Linked DNA regions of Cricetulus griseus: region 1 is linked to region 2. A link is a contact called in public Hi-C data. All regions are on one chromosome and are shown on one strand. Each heading gives the region's core, a stretch centred on a gene start, on an enhancer-like site or on the middle of the called end of the contact. The rest is flanking DNA. Distances are from core to core; before and after follow the strand shown. Region 1 holds the start of Fads3 (fatty acid desaturase 3). Region 2 holds the start of Fen1 (flap endonuclease 1).

Region 1 (4,276 bases), core at 53-2,552, 160 kb before region 2:
TAGAGTATTGCTCGCCTCTGCTTCTCTTCCTGTCCTTGCATTTAGGCTTGTAATGGTTGCATCTGGGCTGAATGCTTTCAGTCTTTTTATTCTTGCCATTGTTCCCTAAACAATGCAGTGAGCAATTATTTATAGAGCATTTACATCACATTAGGCATTATAAGGAATTCAAAGATGATTTAAAGTGCATGGCAGGATGTGTGAAGGTTACATGCAAATATTTTATGTTGACAAGGAGTACAGGTTGATTTTGATATCCTTAAAGGCCAGGTCTCCTACAAATTCTTAGGTAGGCCAAGAGGAAATGTTAGCATATTGGAGAAATATACTTTAAGGTTCTGAAAAGATTTTCTCCAACCAGCAGGCCTGCCTCACCTTTCTGCCCTGAGCCACGTCACGATAGGGTGGAGTGAGGGATTCTGTTTTAACTAGCCCTCTGGGAAGTTCTGATAGAACTTCAAGTTTGCCAATTGTGGTTCCTGTTGGTGTGAATGCTTAACTTTTAAGGAATTGGTGTCGACCTCAAAGTAACATCGTACAATTTGGGAATGTAGCTACACTCTCAAGAGGATTTCAATTTAATAAGTCAAAAATACCACTGAAAGGGGGTGGGGTGGGGTGGGAGGTGGTAACAAGCAAGCCACCCATTGCAGGCTGGTCCATTCTTTCCTGGTACAGCGCTGCAGGCACCATTGCGGTCTGTTCCCTTCCTCCTCTGACCACCCTGGGCACCCCCAACCCTGTATGCAGCCAAAGGAGAGAAGAGGCTATCACCCCAGCAGATGGCTCTAAATGGCCTTCTCGTGTGGATGTTGAGGATTTGTTGTGGGGTGAGGTCCATTGTTTGGAGGCTGTTGACAGTCACCCCAGAGATAGTGTCCTCAACTATAGCCACCCGGAATGTATGGCTAAGGCCCCCGTGACATCCCTAACCACACTTCCCAGCCCCTTAGGGCTCAGACCCGGGCTCCTCTTGGGCCCCTGAGGGGCATAGTGGCCTGCCATTCTCTCGTACGCGACCGGGTCCCCATTCCTCCCACCCCCACACTCGGCCAAGCTGCGAGTCCGAGGAACTGGGGGCGGGACAGTGTCCCGGGGGCTGGGCCGGGCGTGGTGGCCCCCTAGGCCTTCGCGGGTGGGGCGAGCCCCTTCGCGACACCGCCCTCCCCCGGCAGCCAATGGAGGTGGAGGAGCCGCGCCGGGATTGGAGCGGGCTCGGGACTGGCCAGCGTGGGGGCCGGGACGAGGGGCGGGCGAGGCGAGCGCTGTCAGCGCGGTTATAAGGGAGGGAAAAGTTCCCTGCGCCGAGAGCCGGGCAGGCGCACGCTCATACGGCGGCCGCAGCGGCAGGGCGGGGCCGGCAGGGCGGGCAGCGGCGGAGGAAGACCCCAGATAGCGACCTCGCCTTCCACGGTGTCTCTGTCAGACCTCGGTCACATTCCGGGGTCCGGGGGACTTGTGCACAGCGGCTATGGGTGGCGTCGGGGAGCCCGGCGGGGGACCGGGGCCGCGGGAGGGGCCCGCACCGCTGGGGGCGCCCCTGCCCATCTTCCGCTGGGAGCAGATCCGCCAGCACGACCTACCAGGCGACAAGTGGCTGGTCATCGAGCGCCGTGTCTACGACATCAGCCGCTGGGCACAGCGGCACCCAGGGGGCAGCCGCCTCATCGGCCACCACGGCGCGGAGGACGCCACGGTAAGCTAACCCACAGCCTGCGGGGTGGAGCCTTGCGCTAACGGTGGGGAGGGAGACGTGGGTCGTAGGCTCCTAGCCTCATTCCACCTGCGGACCTTAGCATCCTTTCTGCTCTTTCTGACCTTTGACCCCACGCCCTGGCTCCAGAGTTGAGATGCAGCCAGGGCCAAGGAAGTCTCTTTCTTTCATGGAGGACCGGCTGTTGGTCAGTCTGTGCAATAGGTCTCTCCGGGAGGAATGGGCCCACTGAAGTGGGTGTGCCGTGAGGGGCAGATTCCACCCTAGGTAAGCACCCTTACTGTTGTACCGAGGGTCTCATTTCTGCTGTGAGTCTCTCAGACTAGTACCTGGTGCTTCCAAAGTGTGAGGGGCAGGGCTGGGTCCCTAACGACAGGGATATGCCATCAGAGACTGGGGGCTGGGCAGCAGAGCTTGGGCAGGGCCTGGAGGTCTGTGGCTTATCCAGCATTTGTGTAGACTGTTCTGAGGGCCAGTGACTCACCTCTGCTGGGCTGGCAGCTGCACGTGGGAAGACTTTGCCAGGCTGGGTGGGCCTCCACGGGAAGCACAGTCACCCCAGGCACAGGCTGGCCCCTGGGGACTCTGGCTTCCCATTCTCAGTCCACGTCTAGACAAGGAGGGATGTGGCTGGCCTGGAGCACTATCTGGCTGGAGCCCAGTGGTAAAACAATTTCCCAGACCCTTCCAGCCTCAGTCACCCTATGTGGACAAAGGTCGAGGCCATGAGGCTCTGCCCCCTACTCTCCAGAACTGTAGGTTAGTCACAATGGGTACCAGGGAGACCTTCAAGACTGGAGGGCATGGAGTCCTAATGGAAGAACTTGGTGGCAGCAGAGAAGATTCTGCTCTGTCCCAGGACTGTCACTGTCCCTCTTCTTTCCCATTCACTCCAAGCAACTGAGAGGCATAAGAATGAGAAGGTTCCTGAAAATCACCAACCTTGGGCCACAGTGTGGTGTGTGTGTGTGTGTGTGTGTGTGTGTGTGTGTGTGTGTGTGTGTGGTGCGTGTGCGCGTGGACCTACCTTCCTATGAGGGCATGGTGGGCATGAGGTGCCACGGCCTCTCCCACTGAGCCCTGGCAACTCCATGAGGATCATGTTATATAGCATAGGACAGGATGCTGAGCAGGAGAGGACAGCAGAGAGCACGGACTGATTGCTTTTTCCTGCTCAGGGCCAGACCTGGGGGGTGGGGGTCCTACATATGGGATTCCTAACTTTATATTTAGCTCAGTGCCCTGAGACCTCCATCTAATGATTTTGCTGTAGCCACCATTTTGATTTACAGCCAGTAAGGTCTGTCAGGAAAACATCTTTCTGTGTCTTGTGGCAGGGTTCTGGCTCTGCCGTTGAAGGCTCTGAGCTGTAATTCCTCTGAACCTCAGTTTCCTCATTGGTCAAGTGGGGAGAGCTGGGCCGTATAGTAAGCCAGCCAAGGGCAAGACTACACCTTCTCAACGATGCTGCTGTGTCACACTTGTATGTTCAATAACTGCTCTTTAGTATATGTATGCAAGCTGGAGAGAGCAGTGGGATTCTCACAGCATTCCCAAGCCTTTACTAGGTAACCTTGTCTGTCTCTGACCCTGTCTGTAAGAATAGATTGCTATAAGCCATAGACACTGGGGAAGAGTTGCCAAAAATACCTGGTGTGCTCAAATCAAAGGGCTGGGAGGGGCCTAGGTTCAGCAGACCCTAGTCTTTGTCTATGATGGACCCACAGGGCATACCAGGTGTTGAACTGGTCCAGTGCTCTGTGTGATCAAGTCTAGATGCCAGTTGTCCCATCCCAGACCCTGGAGCTCAGGTTGGGGGTGGGAGGCCGCTGCCCACTTGCATCTGCCCAGACACCCATCAGCTGTTCTCATGTCCAGGCAACAGAAGCCTTCCTGCCAGGAAATTCCCAGAGTTCTTGTGCCATGAAGTCAGCTTGTGACCATCCTGGGATACAGAGCCTGGTGCCCTGGGGAGAGCACTCTGGGCCCAGGGCCAGGTTCGTCTAAGAGTCATAGACGAGAAGAGGCAGCCAGAGAGGTACAGCCTCTGCTGGTCATAAATATGTGAGGGTCACATACCAAGCACCTACTACTATGTGCTAGACTCTAAATTCAATGCTGTTATTGATACTATTTTATTTATTTGTTTGTTTATTTATGTTTTATGTGCATTGGTGTTTTGCCATTGGTGTTGGGTTCCCAGGAACTGGAGCAACAGACAGCTGTGGGCTGCCATGTGGGTGCTGGGAACTGAACCAGGGTCCTTTGGAAGAGCAGTCAGTGCTCTCAACTGCTGAGCCATCTCTCCAGTCCCTTGATATTATTTCTTAATTCCCAGGATACCCCCACTAAGGCAGGTATTGCTGCTATTATCCCACTTTACAGATGAGAAATCAGGTACAGAGAAACAAAGTGACTTGAAACAGTGGCAGGTGTGGGATTTGAATGCACAGCCACGCTTTTCCCCACCTTGATTTCTCCATAATGGGATCCCCTAAATCCACCCATGAGTATCTCCTATGCCCCCTCCGTCAGTCTCTGCAGATGCAGCTGTGAACAAAA
Region 2 (4,178 bases), core at 931-3,430:
TTAATACCAACACTTGGGAGGCAGAGGCAGGCAGATTTCTGTGCATTCAAGGCCAGCCTGGTCTACAAAGTGAGTTCCAAGTCAGCCAGGACTGTTATAAAGAGAAACCCTGTCTTGAAAAAAAAAGAAAGGAAGGAAGGAAGGAAGGAAGGAAGGAAGGAAGGAAGGCAGGCAGGCAGGCAGGCAGGCAGGCAGGCAGGCAGGCAGGCAGGCAGGCAGGCAGGCAGGCAGGCAAGCAAGCAAGCAAGCGAGCTGGGCAGTGGTGGCGCATGCCTTTAATCCCAGCACTTGGGAGGCAGAGGCAGGTGGATCTCTGTGAGTTCGAGACAAGCCTGGTCTACAAGAGCTAGTTCCAGGACAGCCTCCAAAGCCACAGAGAAACCCTGCCTCAAAAAACAAAAACCAAAGAAAGAAGAAAGAAAACCCTATCCTAGGAGTTCTAATTGTTCCCAATCTTACTCCATGGTATCTTCTCTGAAGCCTATGTGACACTTATACTCCCCTTCCTGAGTCCCAACACCTCAGTAGGAACAGCATCAAAATCTACCTGTACAGTATGGGAGCCTAATTAAAAGTCCCACCTCCCTCTTTCGATCAGCCGTGTGTTCTTCCTGCCATCCTTCCTCTCTTCTTCCTGTCTGTATTATTGTGGTTCCCCTATGAATACAAGCAGCCAAGTCCAGCCTTAGGGCTGAGGATTATAGCTCACAGGTACAGCAGCTTTGCCTAGCAAGGCTGAAGTCCCCGGCTGAATCCCCAGCACCAGAAATCAAATAAAAAGCCCAGCTTCGAATCCAGCCACCACCCATGAAACCACTTGATGTGTCCTGTGCATAACAACAGGGACTGACCTAGGGCCTCACATATGCTAGCGCCAGCAAGCGCTCTACACTGAGCCACATCTTCAGCTCTGTGAAACACAATTAAGGCACTTACTCTGTGGTATGAGTTGTGAAAGAATCATTTCTGCCTTGCAAAACTGGCCAACACCAGGTGGAAAGCACACATCACCAGATGGTGTGCCAGTGTTGCCCACCCAGTGCTCTGGTTCATGTCTCACTGCTTTGCTAGAATGAGTACAAGACAGCACCCATCCTGTCACAGAGGATACACTGTTCTGTCTTGATGCCATCTCAGTCCCGCCTCCACAGGATGTCCCAGATAGCAAACCCTTACATGAAATGGCTGCATGGAGGATAAAACGCCTCCCTCAGCCAGAAATATCAGAAAGCACAGTGTCTCGGGAGGCTGCAGAGATGGCTCAGAGGTTAACTGGCTGTTCTTCCAGAGGACCGGGGTTCAATTCCCAGCACCCACATGGCAGCTCATACCTGTAACTCCAGTCCCGGGGCTTCTGACACCCTCACACAGACATACATGCAGGCAAAACACCAATGACCATAAAATTATTTTTTTAAAAAAATATCCTGGACCAAAAAAAAAATAAAATAAAAAAATAAAAAACAGCACAGAAGAGGAGGAGGAGGAAGAAGGAAGGAGAGGGGGGGAGGAAGGAAGAAAAAGAAAGAAAGAAAGAAAGAAAGAAAGAAAGAAAGAAAGAAAGAAAGAAAGAAAAGGACGCAAGCAGTGTCTCTTGATGTCAGCAGACCTTGGACCCATTTCCTAAGAGGTACAAAACCTCCTCACAAGGGCCCTCGGAGAAACAGGCTCTGCTCTCTCCGGGTGGACTGAGGTTCTGCTTCGGAATCCCCGAACTGCCAGCTAACAAACTCCCCTAGCAATACCCTGTTAGTCGTCTTCCTCTTGCAGTACCCCGCAGACCCGGGCAGGAAACGGACTGAACAAGTCGTTTCTAGTGTTTCTAAAATAAGGCCGTAGTCCTCGCGGGGAAAGGTTATTACCTACTTCCTACCGGTGAAGAGACGGAGGCTCCCAGCAGCGCGAATGGTCAAAGCCGGGGCCGCCTGGTGCTGCTCCCGCGGTAACTCGTCGCTCTCAGCACCGCTTCCGCGAGGCCTCACCCTCCCTCGGCAGCTAGCGGTGGTCCGGCATCCACGGAGTCCTCAGAACCGACTCGAGCGCGTTCTTCTGATGTAGAGCCGAAGTCGTTTCCAGCTTCGCCGCCTTCCAAAGCCCGCGCTCCGGTCACGTGACCCGCCCTCCGCGAACAGCCTCCTGGGAAATATAGTGCAGTCTCTGCCACTTCAGACCGCAGCTTTCATAGTGGACCTTATTTCCGGGGAAAACGGATTAAAACAGAGACTCTGCACTACCCCCTCTCACATTCCAACCCCATGTCACTCACATAGGTCTTCAGAGTCCCAGTTACCGTTACACCTGAAACCGCGGGACTACAAGTCCCACAATGCCACGCGCGAGGGACCACATCCTCTTCCTGTTGCTCAACGCGCTTGCTCTTGCCGACGTGTTCTTCCGGTGGTGGACCGGTGGTTTATCGTGTGCGGGGCAAAATGGTGAGATGGTGGGAGTTGCGGACAGGGCTGTGGGCCAGGACTCCTGGGTATCCGGTCCACACCGCGTTCTTCCGCGGAGTCGTCAGCATTCCGTGTCCCCAGGGTGGGTCGCTGCTGGAGCCCATGTTTAGCTGAGGAACGGGGAAAGCAAGCCCCTTGCCGAGAATTTCTCAGACTGAGGTTTCCATCACAATGGGCTTATGATATTGTTGATCATAAGGCTGAGGGGCGTGGGGTGCACGTTGAATACCTTCGCGCGTTTATTTCTCTTTCCTATGATCAGTTATCGCTATCTGGAAAGTTTCCCTTGCTGAATTCATCCCGCAAGGCCCTTGGATACATGTCATTACCTGGTGAAACACTTGCAACTCTCACAGGCACTTGTCTGTTTTCTGGGCTCTTACAGTCTCTGTACACCTCTTGCCACGTTTCGTGGACCTCTTTTTTATCTGCCACGCCTCCTAGTGACCACCATCTGACGTGCATCTAGTTCTGGGGTGATGTCTATTCTTCTTTGTATTCTTGTTGCCAAACACTGGGCCTGCAATTGGAGGCTCCATAAATGGCAGCAATTGTCTTTGGCTTTTATAGGGGGGAAAGGGGGACATAATTGTTTACTGAATTGAATTCCTGTGTCTCTTAGAACAATGGGTTCAGTTTACTTCTCTGGAGTTGTTATGTTCTGGACTTTAGAGGCATTGGCTGGCAAGTGACAATGGAAGTTAACATTTGTACAGAACTTTGCATTTATAGTCCTTTCACAGGCATTATCTCATAATCTTCTCTACAACCTTAGGAAGGAAACAAATACCTATTGAGCAGTTACTCCATGGCAGGCAGTCAACTAGATGTGTCAACATTTATCATCTTTCTCCAATCCTGCATCAGACCTGTGAAACCAATACTTGTTATAACTACGTAACTCAAACTCCAGTGATTCAGTAAAGCCAGAATTATCACAGTTGTCTTCTGCCAGGAGATCCCTGTGGTTCCCTCCTAAGAATGCTCTTGAATTAGAACTTGAGGTCTTCGTATTAGTCTAGGCTTCAGCTTCCTGCACAAATTAGTGGTTTAGAGTCTGGACACAGGTCCAAAAGCAATGGAAATTGTGGACAAGCTTTTTCTTTGTTTTTTCTCCAGACAGATCCATGATTGTCTTAGTGATCACTGGCTAGAAAATCCTAGGAGCCATTTATCTCTATCCCTTCCTATGCCTGAGCCTCTGACTCAGCTGCTCTTATCGTACCAAAAGAAAAGCTGCTGCCTCCATACTTTTTTGTTGTTTTTTTGTTTTGTTTTGTTTTGTTTTTTTCCCAGTGCTGGAGATCACACCCAAGACTTCATTCATGCTATGCAAATGCTCTACTACAAAGCTTGCCATGTCCCTACTTTAAGATGTGACTATAAGGCTGGGAAGATGGTTCAGTGGGTAAAAGTGTTTGGTGTGCAAGCCAAAAACCTGAGTTTGCATCTTAGAACCCACATTATTTTTGAAAGCCAGATGTGGTAATCTCAGAACTCAGATAGCAGGATGGAAAATGGAACCAGAAGAATTGCTCAGAAGCCTGGGGGCCAACTAACCTGGAGTACTTGTCACAGTGACCAAAAACAAAACAGAACAAAAAAACCCAAGAGAGATCTTGCCTCAAACACGGCAGAAAGTGGCTCAGAAAATTGTCCTGTAGCCTTCTCACAAATTTAAAGAAAAAGTGGATAGGGAGGCTGACCTGCAAAATGGCTCAA

What was found. A called contact is a pair of places that touch in the nucleus more often than the background predicts.
Region 1: a contact with region 2 is called in a Hi-C map of fibroblasts, with 5 times the contacts expected there. The contact joins the promoter of Fads3 here to the promoter of Fen1 in region 2. A contact is called at or near these places in 4 of 8 Hi-C or Micro-C datasets (the CHO-K1 cell line, fibroblasts and liver).

Annotation. Positions count from the first base shown.
Region 1 is chr3:50,407,461-50,411,736 of CriGri-PICRH-1.0, reverse strand. It overlaps Fads3 (fatty acid desaturase 3), which reads left to right and starts at 1,302. Exons shown (of 12, transcript XM_027406730.2): 1 at 1,302-1,696. The coding sequence starts at 1,472.
Region 2 is chr3:50,247,258-50,251,435 of CriGri-PICRH-1.0, reverse strand. It overlaps Fen1 (flap endonuclease 1), which reads right to left and starts at 2,180. Exons shown (of 2, transcript XM_027406738.2): 1 at 1,874-2,180. It overlaps LOC118237682 (transmembrane protein 258), which reads left to right and starts at 2,306. Exons shown (of 4, transcript XM_027406739.2): 1 at 2,306-2,435. The coding sequence starts at 2,433.